2 separate regions of the Triticum aestivum genome follow, and region 1 is linked to region 2. A link is a contact called in public Hi-C data. All regions are on one chromosome and are shown on one strand. Each heading gives the region's core, a stretch centred on a gene start, on an enhancer-like site or on the middle of the called end of the contact. The rest is flanking DNA. Distances are from core to core; before and after follow the strand shown. Region 1 holds the start of LOC123189130. Region 2 holds the start of LOC123189128.

What was found. Hi-C and Micro-C count contacts between places; a contact is called where the count stands out from the background.
Region 1: a contact with region 2 is called in a Hi-C map of leaf, with 4 times the contacts expected there. The contact joins the promoter of LOC123189130 here to the promoter of LOC123189128 in region 2. A contact is called at or near these places in 3 of 5 Hi-C or Micro-C datasets (leaf and root).

The regions. Positions count from the first base shown.
Region 1 is chr2A:506,510,697-506,513,533 of IWGSC CS RefSeq v2.1, reverse strand. It overlaps LOC123189130, which reads right to left and starts at 1,402. Exons shown (of 9, transcript XR_006495597.1): 1 at 871-1,402; 2 at 713-784; 3 at 144-210; 4 at 1-56.
Region 2 is chr2A:506,326,531-506,329,230 of IWGSC CS RefSeq v2.1, reverse strand. LOC123189128 reads right to left here and starts at 1,404. Exons shown (of 7, transcript XM_044601465.1): 1 at 597-1,404; 2 at 363-510; 3 at 231-284; 4 at 45-136. The coding sequence starts at 1,294.

The sequences.
Region 1 (2,837 bases), core at 153-2,652, 180 kb before region 2:
CGTTGGCAGCAAGATGCTCCGCGAATTCAGACAGGGAGCCGAATTCTTGTGCTAGACTGTAGAAGGTGAAGTTTAGAACTGAACAATTTGATATGGACTAAACATTAGCAAGGAAGAGAAATAAACCATGGCAGTAAGCTCACCTTTCAAGCTTGAAATGAAAGTCTGAAGGGGTGTTGGAATACAGCCGTGGAGTAGGAACACAAGAGACTGTCATTTTACAAACAAAGTGCTCCAATCAATAAAATATTACCTTTTATCCATGAGGGTATCCCAATCAAACCAAACAGAGTAGGCAAATTGTTTAATCAGAATTCAACCAAGGGAATTATTGTATGACCATGTGTAGAGAGACATGAAAGTGGGTTCAGATAATGCATCGGCAGATTCAGTTCAGACAAACTAACTAACACCACAAGTAAGCAGCGAATGACAGAATATTCAGCTAAGAAATGTTACTGAATGATTTCAGACAAGCGAATTCAGTATAGTCAAACTATTACTCCGGCCGAGTGTCAAAAACGCTCTTATATTATGGGACGGATGGAGTATATGATTATCAGATATTTATAAAGAAACCAAAGCGGGATCCTCTGATAATGCATCGCCGGATTCAGTTCAGATAAACGCATTAGCAGCACAACAAAGCAGCGAATGACTGAATATTCACTTAAGGAATTAATAAGAGCAGTTAAGCAGATAGGTAGCTCACCTGCGCCGGCAATATTGCGAACTCGTTCATGCCGCAGTCGATGTAGTAGCAGCTCACCAACAAGTCCCCACCCTGCATCCAGCATTCCTCATCAGCGAACCAACAAGCAACCAACAAGAAAGGGCGCGGTGAGAGGCGGAGACGGGCGGGAGACCTACTTTATCTTCCCGGCGGCTGCACCCCACCATGACCGGAGCGAAGTCACCGCCACCCTTCTCTGGCACGGATCCACCGCTCGTGTGCACTTTCTTTGGCAGCGTCATCGAAGAGAAAACTGAAGGAGAGGAGGAGGCGTAGTGGAGAGCAGGGAAGGAGGGGAACGGGGCGAGGTGCGGAGGAAGCGGGTGAGGCGTTGGGGATGGGTACGATGGCCAGGGTGCTCCAACCCTGCTGCTCCTTCCCCCATCGCCATCCTCTGGTCTCCTTCTCTGCCGCACCCCTCTTCTCCACTCGACAGAGCATCGGGAGCTGGCGAGGGTGGGGTCGAAGACGCGGGAGCAGGAGAGGGGCGAGTGGCAACAACGACCACGCGCTAGGTCTTCGACGGGAGGAGGAGAGAAGTGGAGGAGAGGAGGCGGCGGCAGCAGGAGAGGAGGAGGCGGCGGCAGCAGGAGAGGAGGAGGCGGCGGCGGCAGGAGAGGCGGAGGCGTCTGCGGTTGGTGGCGGATTAGGTCACGGGCTAGCTTCGTTCTGCTCGCTCACTGCGTTGTCTGGCCTTTATATGTTCAATGCATGAAATGACAAAAATGCCCCTGGGAGGACATCGATTTTACACGCGGTGGCACAACGCTATACGGGGCGAATTTACACACGGCACAACGTTATACGGGGCGACGTGGATGGCTTCCTCGTGCCTAGCAGTTCTTGAGGGTTTATATGTTCAATACGGGGCGAATTTACACACAGCACAACGCTATACGGGGCGACGTGGATGGCTTCCTCGTGCCTAGCAGTTCTTGAGGGTTTATATGTTCAATGATATATGTGTGTCATGTCTCTTTCTATCACTAAAATTGAGCACCACAAGATCGAACCCATCACAAAGCAACTCTTCCCATGGCAAGAAAAACCAATCTAATTGGCCAAACCAAACCAATAATTCAGAGAAGAAATACAAGGCTATAACAATCATGCATAAATTAGTTAAGAGAAAACTCAAATAATATTCATGGATAGATCTGATCATAAACTCACAATTCATCAGATTCCAACAAACACACCGCAAAAAGTCATTACATCAAATAGATTTCCAAGAACATCAAGAAGAACATTGTATTGAAGATCAAAAAGAGAGAATAACCAATCTAGCTACTAACTACGGACCCGCATGTCTCTGGTAAACTACTCACGCATAATCGAAGGGGCAGCAAGGATGATGAAGAATCCCTCCATGATCGTTACCCCCTCCGGCAGAGTGCCGGAAAAGGCCTCTAGATTGGATTTCGTGGTTCTGGAACTTCCGGCGGCGGAAAAAGTATTTCGTGGACTCCTCTAGGGTTTTGGGGATTTTAGAGTATGTAGCGACCCGACCCGAAAATGGCCAAGTCCCTGTGTATCTGTGCCATCCCTAGATCAATATGCTGGCACACACAGTACATCAATGTATATATCAAAGTGCAATCACATGTATAAGTAACGTAAAACTGATATATACCTCATATGTCTCAGCTAAAACCGTCAAACCGATGTGGAGTCCCATCAACGCCAACGACAAGTTGAGTGTAGACCGTAACCCTATATCGCAACTCTTACTCGTCGAAGAAGTATCCGCAACATGAGACGTTGCAGCCGTGTAGGTCGGTGCATTGAATGTACCGGCAAGATCATAATAGAAAGCAAATGAGAAGACTATACTATATGCAATATGGTTTTTGTGGTAGTTCTAAGTTTATATTTTTTGCGAAAAGCTGATTTTTTTTCCCTTACAACCAAGGAGTTCGATGCAAAATTACTACAAAAGTTGGTTGTTGATGAAATGGTTCTGCAAACGAATTCTCATATCCCAATTACTAATAAAACCAAAATCCATTTAATCGATAACAGTGTTGAGGATATCCTGACCATCCAATTCCAGTTGCTCAAATTGCCCATAACCAGGGACACGGCTAATTAGTTAGTTTAACAC
Region 2 (2,700 bases), core at 155-2,654:
TAGTTTTGAGAAAGCTAACAATGACATGATTCCGAGATAATTACCCAATCGGATGCGTTGAAGCTCTATCAGTGCCAGTGGCAGCAACCCAAGAGTCAGCGCAGAATACATTCCGACCTCCCATGAGAATAGCCACCTGATTGGACAAAATGCAATATTAGCTTGGCCTGTATCGCTTGATATTTACAAAATGGAAGTCTAGAATAGTAGAATGAATGTGTTCTATTTACCTCAACACCATGGCGGCATGCCACTTGAACTTCTCTGGCAATCAGCATGATCACCTGGCAAGGTCACAAGGCTCTGTGTGAAATATTCAGGAGAGCAATGAACAAGATCTGTGCATATCTAACAAATACTACCTTAGGGTCAACATTATGAGGAGCTTCTCCAGCCAATGCAGTGCCCCCAATCTTCAGAAGTACCCTTTTCCATTTCGGATTCGAGAGAGGAGTGGATCTGGAATAAGGAACCATGGTGGTAGCGTGGCCAGTGCCGGAAGAAGGGTACCTGCAAGGATAAGCATCAGCTCGTCTCTAGACTCTCGACCATTAGATCCGCAAATTAATGAGAGAAAAGATGTCAAATGGAGCCACCTCTTGTTGCTGTGCTGCTGCTGTTGCCGCGGCTTATCGTCGTTGGTGGCCGGCGGCGGCTTGGGGGTGCCGGGCGATGGGGAGTTGCCCATAATCTGCTCCATTTGCTTGTACCAGGGCCAGAGGCTGGCCGAGGCGGAGCCGGCGATGCGTTGGCACTCTACCTTGTACCGCTTCTTGAGGTTGTCGATCTTATTCTTACACTGCTCCACGCTCTTGCCCCCGCTGCTCTTGCCTTGCCCGTCGGTCACGGCAGCGGCGACGTCCTCCCAGTCCCGCCCCCGGAGATTCCCTCGGTTGAGCTGCTCGAACCGGTCCATGTATGCGTCGAGGAGACTGCTGATGGCGCCGTCCGTCCACTCCTCCCGATCCTTCCGGTAGTCCGACGAGACGCCGCCGCCACGGCCCTTCCTCCCCCCGCCGCTGATGTAGGAGCAGTACTCGCCCCCATCGCTGAACTCCTCCGGGCGGTCCCTCCGCCGCTTGGTGTGGTACGACGCCTTCCCGCGGTCGGAGCTGTGGTTGCCCTCCTCCCGGGCCGGCGCGAAGGGGCCGGGGCCGGCGCCGGAGCCCGCGGCCGAGGCTTCGACGAGGCAGAAGCCCTGGGCCTGCTGCGGCGGGGCCGGCTGGGCGGAAGGCTGGGGAGCGGGGTGGGCGTCGTCACCGAGGAGGCCGAAGTCGTCGTCGCAGGAGGCCATGGGGTGGCGGCGTTAGGGCTGCGCCGCGGGCTCCGCTCCCGGCCACGGCGGCGGCGTTAGGGTGACGACGTTACCCCCGCTCGCTGGCCGCTGGGGGTAGGTGCCGGTGGTACCGGTACGCAGGTTATGATGATGGGGAACGGGCGCGACCCACGGAACCGTTACGGCTCGCTCACGGCTCCGTGACCTTGCCGCGTTACACGTTGCCGCGGAGAGGGTCCCTTCTTCCCGGAAAAAAGTGAAGCGGACCCACAGGTCGGTCCAATGCGATCACTGTGAGTGGCAGGCAGCCGTGTCGTCAGGCCCGTTTGAAGTTTGAAATTTGAGCTGGTCCGGAAGACCCAAAAATCTACTCCCTCGATTCCCAAATACTCCCTCCGTTTCCAAATATAGTATTTTTAGAGATTCTAACAAGCGACTACATGTAAAGCAAAACGAGTGAATTTATACTCTAAAATATGTCTACATACATCCGTATGTTGTAATTTATTTGAAATGTCTAAAAAGACTTATATTTAGGAACGGAGGGAGTATAAGTATTTTTAGAAATTCCAACATTGATTACATACGGAGCAAAATTAGTGAATCTACACTCTAAAATATACATACAACCGTATGTTGTAGTCCATTTGAAATGTCAAAAAGACTTATATTTAGGAACAAAGGGAGTATATTGCAACAACAAAAAATCTACTACCTTCATCCTTCAAAAACTATACTCCTAACTTTATTGGAGGGCCAAACTATCTAAAAGTATGACCAAAATTATGGAAAATATATCAATGTTAGTGAAACCAAATAGGTATATGCTGAAAATATATTTTATTATGAATCTAATGCTACTAATTTGATGGCATAAATATTGGTGTATTATTGTATAAATACGGTCTGACATAAAAAAGTTTGATTTTCCAACAAAGTTGAAAGTACATTTTTTTCAAGGACAAAGAGAGTACGTATGCAGCCAGCTTTTATTTTGTACTACCTCCATCAGGTATTTGTGGGGCCCTTCTTATTTTATGCTAAAATTTGACTATTAATTTCTAATAAAATGTAAACTATAAGTCACAAAAATATACTATGGAAAACCTTTTTCAAATACAAATCCAATAATATACTTATTGTATCGTATAATTTATATTTTTTTTAGTTTACATACGGTCAACATTTGACAAAAAATATGAGGGGGCCAATAAGCCCACAAGAAGATAATATCTCTTTGCTTTGCTTTCTTTTGTTTGTTTTGGTGCACAACTCCACTCAGGGCATCTTCAATCGGCGTACCCCAAATCGGGCACACTAATGATGCGTTTGGTTATCTTCATTAGGCTCAACTAAACTTGTTGGATGCAAATTTGGCCCGTTTGGTTTCCTGTTTTCATTGTTTGGCTCGCATTGCACACTTC